Regions from separate parts of the Rattus norvegicus genome. Here region 2 is linked to region 1. A link is a contact called in public Hi-C data. All regions are on one chromosome and are shown on one strand. Each heading gives the region's core, a stretch centred on a gene start, on an enhancer-like site or on the middle of the called end of the contact. The rest is flanking DNA. Distances are from core to core; before and after follow the strand shown.

Region 1 (6,424 bases), core at 1,938-4,437:
AACTGTGCCTTTTTGTTGTGTCACCCTTAGCATGTGGGTCTTAGGCCTTAGGTTTAAGAAGGGGAGTGCGCACTGTCTCCAGGCCTCTACCAGAGCGATGGTGTGTGGTGACCCAAATGTACCAGGGAGAGATTGATCAAGTGTTCCTAGTCAGGCACCTTACTGCGGTGAACTTGATGGAGTTTGGCTTACAGGGCAGAAAGGGTGAGTAGCTGTTGATTTAGCAGGTAGAATGTCTGAATTCTCAGATAGGAAGTGGAAAGAAGGTATGGGGGAGGGGCTGGAAGCTGACTGCAGCCTAAGAAATGGAGAAAGGGGTGCAGAATGTACAGGAGAAATGATGTCAGGTCTGCTGTAGAGGTGGCTAGTTAGCCTTTACTCTGTAGGTGCCAGGAGCCATGGCAGGCTTCTGAGTAGGGATCGTCATGTGTCTAAGGAAGGTAGGAGAAAGGCTGCAGCAATTGACCTGGTACCCACCAACCTGCTTGGTTCTTGACCCAGAATGAGATCAAGGACATTTTCAGACAGGGGTCAATGTTGTCTCGGGGGGAAAAAAAGAGTACAATGGAGATGAAAGGGGGAAGGAGAGAGAGTCATGAGATCCTGCCAGTAAGAATCTAAAATCAAGCCCTTGTACTGAAGAGAGGACCAGGAGAGTTCATAGATTTTCCTGGCTAGACAGTGTAGCTGAATTAGTGAGCTCTGGGTTCAGTGAGAGACTGTGTCGCAAAAACTAAAGTGGAGAGTGATCGAGGTCAGTATGCAATATTGCTCTCCACCCTGTGTGTGACTGACCACACACACACACACACACACACACACACACACACACACACACACACCACCCCCCAAAGCCAGAAGTCCAAACTTATTTTGAGGCACTTCAGCTATCCCAGGAGGTATGTGTCTCTTTTCATGGTGATTCCATGCACATACGGGGCAGAGGCAGCTGGAGTGAGGCCTTACCAGCCAAGGACTTCGTAGTCTTCTTCCTGACCTTTTGGGATTCTGGGTCCTATCCTCAGCTCTACCTCTCGCCAGCAGAATCACCTTGGCCTTGTCTGTACTCTGCATTGCTTTAAATCAATAAGATGCCATGAGTGGGCTTCAGAGCTGTGTCAGTTCCCTCACGCAGGACTCCTCCAGCAGGAGCCAAGCTCTCTGATTCTCTGTGCTTGAACCCTATTGCTTGAACACAGTCGCCTGCCTCTGAACCTTCAGTGTTTTGTTTGTTTGGGTTTTTTGTTTGGTTGGTTGTTTGGTTGTTTGGTTGTTTGGTTGTTTGGTTGTTTGGTTGTGTTTGATTTGGGTTTTGTCTTGAAACAGAACCACTTGTAGCTGCCACATGGATTATTGTGAAGCTTAAAAAGTTTAGTCAAGGGCTCAGCACCACATCTGACACGTTATCAGATTCAGCAAACCAACCCCACCACCATCCTGGTCACTGCTGCCACCTCCAAGGAGTGGGCTTGTGCGTAACGTGCTTAGTGTTAACCATCCACCAGGGACACTGCCTGTCCTCAGGGACACTGCCTGTCCTCAACTCATAGTGTCCTCCTCTTCTCGAACACAGGCACTCAGCCTATGGCAAATCACAACAGTGGAAATCTAAAGGAGAGCCTGGTGCCAATCATGGGCACAACTCATGCAGAATCATGGCCCACGCCCTGGCAGAGCAGTGCTGAGGGTCACGTTGCTATGCCCCATTGGTAGGTACCTAAGTGGGCATTGTGTGTAATTGATCAAGTCGTGTTCTTCTCAACTGTAAGGGGTAAAAGGAGAGTAAGACGGAGCAACTGTGGTCCTGCTTCCCCTCCCCAGCCCTTCTGTAAAGCCCCCACCCAATGTTGAACAGGTTGTGATATTAAGAACATCCTCCCACAAGCTGTTTCCTGTTCTGTGCTCCTAGTCAAGCATTGAAGAGAGGTTGATTGGCAATGGTGTGTGTGAGAGAGACCCCCAAGGAGCAAAGCAATCTTAACAACACTGCATCAGTATTCATCCAGATTTCCCCAAGAATCAGAGAAAGACAGGACTAGAGTCAGGCTCCCTATGCCCAAGAGGATAGCTTACCTACTAAAACCCTCAACTTACACCCCTTCTTCCTCCTGTCCTCCTCTGCCCCCCCCTACTTCCTAATATGAGAATGTTCCTGGAGATTAAGTCTAGTCACACAGTGTTTCACAGCGATAGCATTTAACACGGAATCCAATCTGCAGCGAATGAAATCTGTGTAATATTGATCCACGGGAAGTTCAATAGCAGGGAGTGCGGCCCAAGTGCTAACTTCGAAGCAAAAGGTTTTATCGTCTGCCTTTGGGGTACACAGACTTGGTATGCCCACGTTCCACTTATCTTACTGAGGGAACCAGTAAAAATCCCAGGGAAACCATTTGCCATTCAGTAGGGGAAACTGATTTTGGTGTCCCTGGGGCAGTGGTATGGTCAAATAGAACGAGTTCCTTCTTTGGAAGGGAATCCTTCATGTTGGGGTCTCGGGGCCTTTTGTAAAGGAGAGAAACTATTGACAGTAGGGCCTGGCATGGCAGATGAGTTGTGAACAGGAGGCCCTGAGTACAGGTTCTCCTTGGTCTGCTTGGATGCCTGCAGCTGCAGCTGCAGGTCTCTCAAACATCTGGGGGAAGCGGGGGTGGGGCTAAGAATCCTGTGTTAGAGATGGAGCAGCATGCATAGATGCATAGTCAACTGCATACAGGTGACAGTTTCAAACTAGTATTGCAGAAAGATTCCAGAAACACACTCCTCAGTAGGTCAGCTATACCACCATAGCCTTGTGGGCTCTGGCCAGACGAGCCTCATGGCTCACCCAGACACACCACAAGCCCACAGATCAGTGTGTCCAAAGAACGGCAGTGTGCCAGACACTGGGCTGAATGCTCCCCCTTTATTTTGACATTTAATCAGAGCAGGAGGGGAGAACGGGGAGCTGTGTATGGTCCCTCTGCAAAGACTGGGATCACAAAGCTCAGAGAACTGAAGCCCTGGCTCCAGAACACACGGAGGGGAGGTAGGAGGGTCAGGTTGCTCACCCGGATAGCTTTGTTTCCAGGACACGGGGACAGATGAGCTCCAAGCCAGCCTATCAGGAAGTGCAGAGAGAGGGGTTGGTTTGGACATACTTTGGGACTCTCTATCTGGTTGTTTGCCACTGCAGAGAGTTGGGGACTGGGCCAGCATGTGTTCCTGTGTACGGAAGAACACGATCAGAACGGGGAGGCTACATTTCCACCTGTACTCTGTAGACTGGTGCCACCCCGCCTCCATCAGTGTATATGACAATTGCTCCCCAGGGCCACCTCTACCCTCTCCTGACCTGGACAGAAAGAATCCCAGGGAGTCAAAAGCTGCAAAAGTTGATACCGGAAGAGGAACTGGGCCTTCGGGATGCAGCACAGCCTCGCTGGCCAATGAGGAGCAGGGGTGGAAGGAGCAAGCATGGGGGTGGGGTGCGGAATAGCTGTGTGCTTGTTTTTATACAATAAAAGAGGATCATTGTAATTGGGAACCTTTGAATCATAACACGTCTGCCCATGGCTCTCTCCAGCTGCAGAGCCATTTAGTTAAATAGCACACAGAAAACTCCTTTCAGCTGATATTACGTTCCCGCTGTTCTTAAAATGTGAGACAAGGCAGAATAGCTCTAACGACAAAGCCATCTCAGGCTCTCCCAGCCCCTGGGCCTACCCAGAGTCCCCAAAGGATCTCCGCGACCTCGGGAGGATGACATGTTGAAATTATTTTCATTTAAGCTTCACCCCTGCCTTCCTAGAAACAGATTCAAGATATCTGCACACTGCTTGGCCCAAGCCTGAGGGGATGGGCATGTTATAAACGGCAGAGTATGGGCAGTTGGGAGAAGGAGCATTTCTTAGGATGGCTTTGCCTTGTCCTTCTCTGTTTAATGTCTTTGTGACGGTGATGTTAGAGTGGAATAGCAGGGGGGAGGGAGAATGGCGGCTGAAAACTGCAAGCCAGAAAAGGAGGTTATCCTCCAGCCAAGACATTTTGGAGAAGGGGTGAGTTCCAGGCAAGAATGGGCTCCACTGAGATCTCTCCAGGTGATGCTTAGCTTCCCCTGCTCCTCTGGAACTGCCGTCTACCATCTTCTGGGGAACTTTGTGTTACAGAATTGATTCTGAGCAGTCAGGGTGCTGCCTCCAGAAACAAGCGCTATCGCGCTGTAAGGTCAGCGAATCATGGTGGGTGTTCCAGCGACCGACATTCTAACAGTGTGCAGTTGGACAGTGTCTGGCCTTGGTGCTTTTAGAAAGGGAGTGTTGGGTCTCCAAGTGCATTCATTGCCTACAATCAGTTGAAAGGACACTCAAGGAAATGAGTTTATTGATAGGACCCCAGGGTGTTCGAGTGAAGAGAAACTTTCAAAGCCTAACCTGGTGAAGTGGCACACACACCTGCAGTTCAATACTGGGAGGCAGACGCAGGGGAATAACTGCAAGTTCAGGACTAGACGTGATTGTAAAGGGAGTTCCAGGCTATGCGGGGCAACATAGTGACATGATAAGGCTCTGTCTCAAGAAAGATGGGAGGGGGGGTTGGGGATTTAGCTCAGTGGTAGAGCGCTTGCCTAGCAAGCGCAAGGCCCTGGGTTCGGTCCCCAGCTCTGAAAAAAAAAAAGAAAAAAAAAAAAGAAAGATGGGAGGGAGGGAGGGAGGGAGGGAGGGAGGGAGGGAGGAAAGAAGGAAGGAAGGAAAGAAGGAAGGAAGGAAAGAAAGAAAGAAAAACTGTGGAGGATCCAGCTTGGAGAAACTGAGGCTTAGGAAGCTGTGCAAATCAACCCGGGATCCCACACTCCTACAGCAGTGTGTTTTGTTCTCTGGTGCAGACAGTTCAGGCCTTTCTGCTGACTCATCAGCCAGTGCATCTCCATCCCCTTCCTCCCCACTTCCGTTCCCCTTTCCTGGCACTTGCTGAGCACCTGCCAGAGTTGACAGGTCAATGTTCCTGCTCTCAGGAAGTCCACACACAGTGGTGCTGAAGCACAGCCACCGCTACAGTCTGCTGCTCCTACTGACATCATGAGTCTAGCTCTGTGCTTTTCGTGGGCATGCTTCTGGCACCCCTAAGAGTTATTCAGATTCAGTCTTCTGCATTTGACAAGCAAGGCACACAGAGTAGGAAGACGTTTGTCCAAGGGCCTCAGAGCCGTGCAGTCTAACAGACAGCATCTATCTCTGGGACTCATGAGGCTCCAAGCATTCGATGCTTCTCCTACCCTCTGTGCCTGTGGCCTCACTAAGTGGCTAACACAAATGGTGGAGCCAGAACTTGAATGCAGCCCTCTAGGATCCAAGACCTAAAGAATTTTGTCCACTTCAGGCATGATGCATTCAGTAGTTCTTTCTAGGAAACCTACATCAAAAGGGGCACGTTAGTCAGAGGTACAGAATCACAAGAGACTCCCAGGTTTGTTCCCCAGAGTCTCCTAAAAGTTGAAGAATGTTTAGTAAGCTGAGGTAATTAGGTATCAGGTACTTATTGGCATAAAAACCATAAAGTTAGATGGATTAAAAACTCCAGTGTCAGGCAGCTTGGGGCCATAAGTAATACCTCTCTTTCCTTTTCTTTTTCTCCCTTCCTTCCTCTCTCTTTCCCTCCAGTTCTTCCTTCTTTAATTTTAATGAAATAGTCTCAAATACGTAGCCCAGGCTGGCCTTGAATTCACAATCCTTCTGCTGGGATCAGAGAAGGTGCAGCTAGTCTTCTAAATTAGCTCTGCTGCGGATACGTAACGTATTCCCATACTGCTCTTCAGTAGATTGACATGGTTTATGTAGCCATCATCACTGTAACTTCAGAACGTTTCCATCACCCCCAAATTGGGCTTCGTGCACCCATTAGCAGCTGCTCTCCCCCAACACACACACTTCACCCCAACTCTGATCAACCACCCTGCATGGCTGATCCATGCTTTTGCAATCACATAGCCAGCAACCCCTCGTGTCTAGCTTCTTTCACGCGGCTTAAAGCACTTGTGGGTCATCTACCATGTAGCGTGTATCGGTCTTTCATCCCCTGGTATTACCAAACAGCACCACACCGGGAAGATATACCATATATTTTGTTATCTATTCACCATCTGGAGAGCACGTGTGCTGTTTTCCCTTTGGGAAAATTCAAGAAGGCCGCTGTGAACATTTCTGCACACACGCTTTCATTTACACGTGTGCTTTTTTTGTTGCAATTTGTTTTGTTTTGAGACAAGGTAGCCCAGGCTACCCCGAAGCAGCTCAGGCTGGTCTTAAACCCTTGATCTCCTGCCTCTGCCTACCTACCTCATGCTGAGATTATAGACGTGCATTGCTATACCTCTTCTCTGTCAAGGCTTTCATTTCTTTTGGTCACAAGTACAGGAATACTAAGAAGAGAAACGGCTGCATATTTA
Region 2 (6,424 bases), core at 2,478-4,977, 270 kb after region 1:
TGGGAGCTAGAGACAAGAGCTTCAGAAGTTCAAGGTCAGCCTGCACTACACGAGAATCTGCCTCCAGTGAAAGGAAGGCCATGAAACACAAAGCATATATCAATAGAACAACGCCTCAGAGATTAAAGATAGTGGGAGCCAACAAGATGGCGCAGCCAGTAAAAGTGTTGTCCACATGTCCCCGGTGACCTAAGTTTACTCCTCAGAACTCCCAGTGGAAGGAGAAGCAGCTCCTGAGGGCGGTGGGTGGGTGTGCTGACTCCTGATCACTAAGTGTGTGTGCACACTCTCCCCCACCACAGAGTCACAGGAAATAAAAGGTGACGTTGGGAACATTGTGGCCAGAAGGAGCCATTAGGCCAGGTTTCAGAATACTACATGCTGAAGGAAGAAGGGTGAGGGCTTAGGAGAAAGATATCACTTGGGACAGATGAACATGATGGAGTGCGGGGGACCCAGCATGGCCATAAGAGGGTTCTCGCCATCCACTGTGCTGTCCCAGGGAATGACTCTAGTGGTCGAGTTGGCAGCAAGTACCTTGACCTGCCAAGCTTCTCACCAGCCCTGTGAGAGTGTCACAGGGAGGAGTGCAGTTACTGAGCAGAAGGGCTCCTGGGGTTTTGCTGCTGAGCTCATTACCGTGATCGGGGTTCCTGCTTCTTATTCACCTGGTCTGTGCCATGGTAGCCCACTTAGCCATACCACCCTGGGCCTCTGACACACTCACACTGCTTCTCGGTGACGTTGCATAATCTTGTCATTTGGTGTTGGGAACCAGGAGCCTGTGTGTACCAGGCATTGCTCTCCCACCAAGCCATGCTTCTGGCGCCTGGCGTCTATTTCCTGACTATTTGCTGGCCTTTGTTTTAGCTGAGAATGCTCTTAAGCGTTAGCATAGCTTCTGGGCAGTTCTCTGTCCTTGACACTGATTCCACGTCTGCTGATGGCAGCACTGTTCTTCCCAAAGCAAGAAAGAGATGGTAACCGTCCGTGCAAGTGTGCGTTACCGAGCACTGTTTGTCAGTACTAAAGGGTTTCTGCTCACACATCTTTTTTCTCTCCTCTGCATGAGCAGAAGTGCCTTGGTTACAAAAGCAACACATGGACTCAACCTGCTTGCCTCAAACCTTACGATTAAATGATGTTTCCGACATGGATTCCTCGACACAGAGTAAGTTGGTAAATATGGAAGACTCCGCCTGTTATTTTACATTTCACAATATTTCAGCAGAGTGGAGACTAACAGGAGGTAGAGCACATGGTGTGCCGAGGGCAATGGTGGGAGGAAGTCTAGAATGGGACAGTGGGAACCTCGCAGCTCTGCTGGGGAACACAGGACGAGGAGCAGCCTCAGACACAGGTCAGACGACTCCATCTCTTTAGCAGGCGTAGACACTGACTAGACTGGTAACACGGCTGCAACACTCCCCACCCCCACCCCCTGAAGGAGTTCAGCAGGTTGCCTGATGGCTGTGTAGGGGTTGGGGCTGACTAGGTAACTTGTGGCCCAGGATAGGGCTCAGATCATGAGTTGGCCCTTAAGGAACTAATCCTATCCCAGTAGAATCAGTAACTCAGAAAAGGAGCTGGTGGGTGAGTGTATATTCCAAGCCTATAATCTGTCCTATAAGAAGACAGATCAAGGCCCAGCCAGTCTGAGCAGCCTGGTGTATGAAGAGGCCCAGTGTAGGGCCTGGGTTATCACCAAAAAAAAAAAAAAAAAAAAAGAAAAAACAAAAACCCAAAACCAAAAATTATGTATTATATACATATATAATTATACATATATGTATTATACATATATAATTTTTAAAATCTGATAAGGAGAGGACAAGAAAATATGTAGACTTTTAACTGGCTTTCCAATAAAGCTGTTGTTTAGATAAGGCAAAATTTGATTTTTGGAGAGACTTTTGAGCTTTCTTAGAAGAACAACCTTTTATACAGATCCCCAGAAGACAAGAACTATGACTAATAACAAATCATGAAATTCCAGTATCATGTGAAGCTGCATCTGACATTCTATGCCAGAAGATTAATTAAACCTTGTCCGTTCTTCAGACTTAAATATTTTGCTTTGGTAGACAAGGTCCACTGTCTTACTCAGGCAGCTGGCGCGGCCCTGGGTCTCTAGCCTGCAGCAGGGACCCCCAGCCCCACCTCACCCCCACCCCCACCCCCAACACACACACCTGGAGCGGTGCACACCCAGATAATCTGCGCCTCACCGCCGAGCTCCCGTTGTTTGGCAGCAAATGAAAGTGTAATGGCTGCCTGTATTGGGGGGACGGAACTCATTTTCAGAAGCTGAAGCCATTTAAATATGGAGCGGTACTCCCTCCCTCCCAGTGTTCCCATCGGGATGGAGCAGTGTAAACTCCAGCAGCAAGTTACTTCAGTGCTGAGCTGGACTGCCCTGCACTACAGCTGTCCAGTATTTGAGGGACGTGGCTGTGGACAGGCTCCTGACCCGGAGTCAGTCTGTCCTCCTCTCTGCGTGCCAAGCTTACACATACAGTGTCTGACTTACACACACAGTGTCTGACTTACACACACAGTGTCTGACTTACACACACAGTGTCTGACTTACACATACAGTGTCTGACTTACACACACAGTGTCTGACTTACACACACAGTGTCTGACTTACACACAGTGTCTGACTTACACATACAGTGTCTGACTTACACACACAGTGTCTGACTTACACACACAGTGTCTGACTTACACACATTGTCTGACTTACACACACAGTGTCTGACTTACACATACAGTGTCTGACTTACACACACAGTGTCTGACTTACACACAGTGTCTGACTTACACATACAGTGTGAGAGCTCTCTGCGGACTTTGAGTTCAGCAGCAGCAGCAGCAGCAACAGAATCTCCTTGACTGGGAAATGAAAGCACAGAGGGCAGGGTAATATGGTTGGCTTTTTGCTCAAGAAACTTGTTTTTAATATGTTGGTTTTGTTATTGATTATTCATTGAAAGTAAATACTATATTAGTATCAGAAAACTGAGCTGCTAATAACTATAAATTTTATTTTCCAGTTTTTTCAAGAGATAAGCCAACAGAATGGAACCACACGGAATCCGATCTTCTCAAGAATGTGCGAGATCTTCGCAGGGGACTCACAGCCCGGGCTCGGAGCAGCTGTCCGCGCCCTCATCTTTTGGTGACATAGAAGGCATTTCACCATGAAGCAATCAGAGATATCTTTTTTAAATCAGTGGCACTCATTTTCCAATTATTTATTCTAATTTTTGTAACGATCAGCCTTTTGTATAGAGAAATATATCTATAAAATTATGTTTTTATTGAATTATAATGCTTTGGCTTGTAAAGGGCTTCTAGAATATTTCACATAAAGCTTTTTGGAAATTATCAAAACTGAGCTGTCTTCTTTGCTTACAAAGACTGCACAGAGTTCAGCCGATGAGATGGGCTTAATTTTAAAGATAAATGGAGAGATAAACAACAGGACTCAAGTGGAGGAGGCTGCTGAGTGAGGACAGGGGCAAGCCACGCCCGATGACCTGAGTTCACAGGCTGCCCACAGGCTGGAAGGAGAGAACCAAGCTGCACTCTTGCTGCCATACTCACATTCCCATCATAGGCAAACGTGACTTCAAACAAAAACTGGGCCTCACTCCAGCAGCAAGCAGGACTGGGCTAGAGGCCTGCAGAAGTGGAATGAATGGCAGACTTGTGCTCTGCGCTTCGGATCTTTTAGGCCTCTTGCTGTAACCCCACCCACAGCACTGGCTCAGGCTCAGCTTGTCCTGCCCTCTACTGACAGTAGCCACTATGCTGCCTCTACCCCTCCCCCTCTGCTGCCTGGGCCTCCCTTCGTCCCTGAGGACCTGTGAAGATTATTCAACAGGCATCTGAGGTCCCAGCCCTGTGCTAGGTTATATGATAGTTGTGTGGTACTTTGCAGTAATTCTGTTTTCTGGGGTCACTAAGAAGAATCTTGTGGTAAACCAAATACATCTGGAAAACACTCTATATTATCCACAGAATCATAATTACAAGATACTACCTGTCTTGGTGCAAATATTGGTTTCTCAGGGATTCTTCCTCAGTCTGGCCCTTTTCAGTGATTACAATGTAGGACTTTGCTGGTGTTTTGCCACAGAAATAGAGGACATAGAATGTAGAAGGTGGTGGGTATCTTAGGAAAGGAACCTGCAGACTTAAAAGCATTCAAGTTCTAAAACGAGGTATTTCTGGCTGCCACAATCAGCTGTGTATTGCAAACATCATCTCTTAAGTCCTTCAAAAGAAAAGGATTTATCTGTGTGCCTATGTGTGCCTGTGTGAGTTTGTGCATGCAGGAGCCCAGAGAGGTCAGAAAAAGGTGTCAAATCCCTTGGAACAAGAATTAGCAGGTGGTCGTAAACCGTCCTGTGAGTGCTGGGACCAACCCAAAGTGTTCTCCAAGAGTAAGTGCGCCTAGGTGCTGGGTCATCTCCATCCCATTTAGGTCCTTTTTGACTGGAATTTAGACCTACTCTAATTGTGTGTGTGTGTGTGTGTGTGTGTGTGTGTGTGTGTGTGTGTGTGTGTGTGTGCATGCACTCATATGTGACCTTGGACATAGAATTGTATGTAATACCTCTTTAAAGTTTCCATTCTTGTCCCAAAAGGCATTCTTGCCCAAATGAAGATGGTTTTCTAACCTTGGGCTTTTCCACCCTCGCACAAGTTCCAGAAATAACTGAGATGGAATTATTTGTGAATAGTTGCCTTGGCCAGTAGCTTTGGCTTGTTTTCTGCTAGTTTTTAACTCAGTTACCCTGTTTAGACTAGTCTACGTCATGCCACATGCCTGGTTACCTCTCCTTCAGTTTCGAGCAACCATATTCCTCAGTGTTTCAGCAAATCCTTTCCACTTGACTCTATCCCAGAAATGTACCACAACTCCCACTTCCCTATTTCCTGCCTGAGCTAGTAGGCCAACAGCATTTTATTGACAGGTGATTCTTCCATACGTTTGCAAGAGATTCTCTCCACAGTTTTCTATTGCATTCTCTGGTTTTCTGAGCTAAATAGCCACATGCTGTGCATTGCCATCTCAAAGGTTCTCACCTTTAATCAAATATATAAAGTGCATCTCCCATTATCTCTTCCTGCTTCTTAACACTGCATCCATAGTCTTGCCCAGGTTGGTTTTGTTTGTTACTTTTATTTCTTTTTTTTTTTTTCTTTTTTTTTTTTTCCGGAGCTGGGGACCGAACCCAGGGCCTTGCGCTTGCTAGGCAAGTGCTTTACCGCTGAGCTAAATCCCCAACCCCATGTTTGTTACTTTTAAATAAATAATGTGAACTCTCCACGACTGAATAAACATTGAACTTGACTGAAATGTTTCATGTTCTGGCTGCATCGAGAGTTTCTCAGGGGCTCGCTTGAGTGTGTGAGCAACCTCTAGATGAGTGCTCTGTTTGTAAAACTCTCTGGCACCAACTCTTTCTTATTGGGCTAAGCCCACATCTGGCTACACTCCAGTGTGAATTGGGGGCGGGAGGGACAGTATACACATGCACATGCTTGTATGCGCTTGTGGAGGGCAGAGAACAATACTGGATGCCATTTGCCAGGTGTTATCCACCTTATCTTTTGAGACATGTCCAGATTTTTTTTTTTTAATGCAGGTTCTGGGGGTTGAACTCAGCTCCTCGTGCTGGCACTTCACCAACTGAGCCATCTCCGCAGCCCCTGTGCTGTGGGTCACAGTCCTTTTCATTCATTCGTAGGGCTTTCCTCCAGTGCTGAACAAGGTTTGTGTATGTTGGAAGGGGACCTTCCAAAGTGACCACCATAGAGGTTGACATGGACAAGGACTGCATGTGGCATGATTATGAGTATGGGTGCACTTATCAGAGATTCTGAATTTGATGCTAAATGTCATTGTACCAGTCTGGGTCCAAACCACACAACTACGCAGGGCAAGCATAACAAAAGACAAACTCACAGGGAAACAAGTATAGATGCGAACACTGGAGGGTACTGAAAGCCCAAGGAGAGCACGCCAGAAGAATAGACTTATGGGGGTTGCCTTTCTGCCAGAGCTTGTCTACATCCCCAGGCAGCAGGAATCTGTGTCACAGTGATGGCGACCCACACTGTTCCAGGCTGACAACTAAGCATGCACAAAGATTCAGGGCAGGGTGACCGTATCGGGACCATGGGAAAGGCCCACATACACAGACAAACCAAGGCTGATGGGCTAGGCTCAAGTGCAACTGCTAGCTGAGATCTGGAACCTGCCCAGCTCGTGTTGAACCTGCCGTGAAGTAGCATCATTCAGAATGCAGCTGCACTCTCCTCCAGGACACCCTGAACATCGTGCGGATGCACACACACACACACACACACGCACACACGCACACGCACCCGCACGCACGTTACTTTGCTG

Evidence for each region. A called contact is a pair of places that touch in the nucleus more often than the background predicts.
Region 2: a contact with region 1 is called in a Hi-C map of mammary epithelial cells, with 1.7 times the contacts expected there. The contact joins two enhancer-like sites. A contact is called at or near these places in 5 of 12 Hi-C or Micro-C datasets (frontal cortex, hepatocytes, liver and 2 more) and 1 of 1 datasets of contacts at active chromatin or transcription factors (oligodendrocytes).

What each region holds. Positions count from the first base shown.
Region 1 is chr7:91,119,859-91,126,282 of GRCr8, forward strand. All of the region lies in intron 1 of Zhx2 (zinc fingers and homeoboxes 2), which reads left to right. Among named protein-coding and RNA genes, the nearest start is that of Zhx2, 6.6 kb to the left of the region's middle. Within about 2 kb of position 3,188, at least 46 of the 93 cell types and tissues checked have an H3K27ac peak or open chromatin away from gene starts, as enhancers often do.
Region 2 is chr7:91,393,039-91,399,462 of GRCr8, forward strand. It overlaps Tbc1d31 (TBC1 domain family, member 31), which reads left to right. Exons shown (of 22, transcript NM_001134842.1): 21 at 1,076-1,171; 22 at 3,057-3,396. The coding sequence ends at 3,190. Among named protein-coding and RNA genes, the nearest start is that of Trnam-cau2, 6.2 kb to the right of the region's middle. Within about 2 kb of position 3,728, at least 25 of the 93 cell types and tissues checked have an H3K27ac peak or open chromatin away from gene starts, as enhancers often do.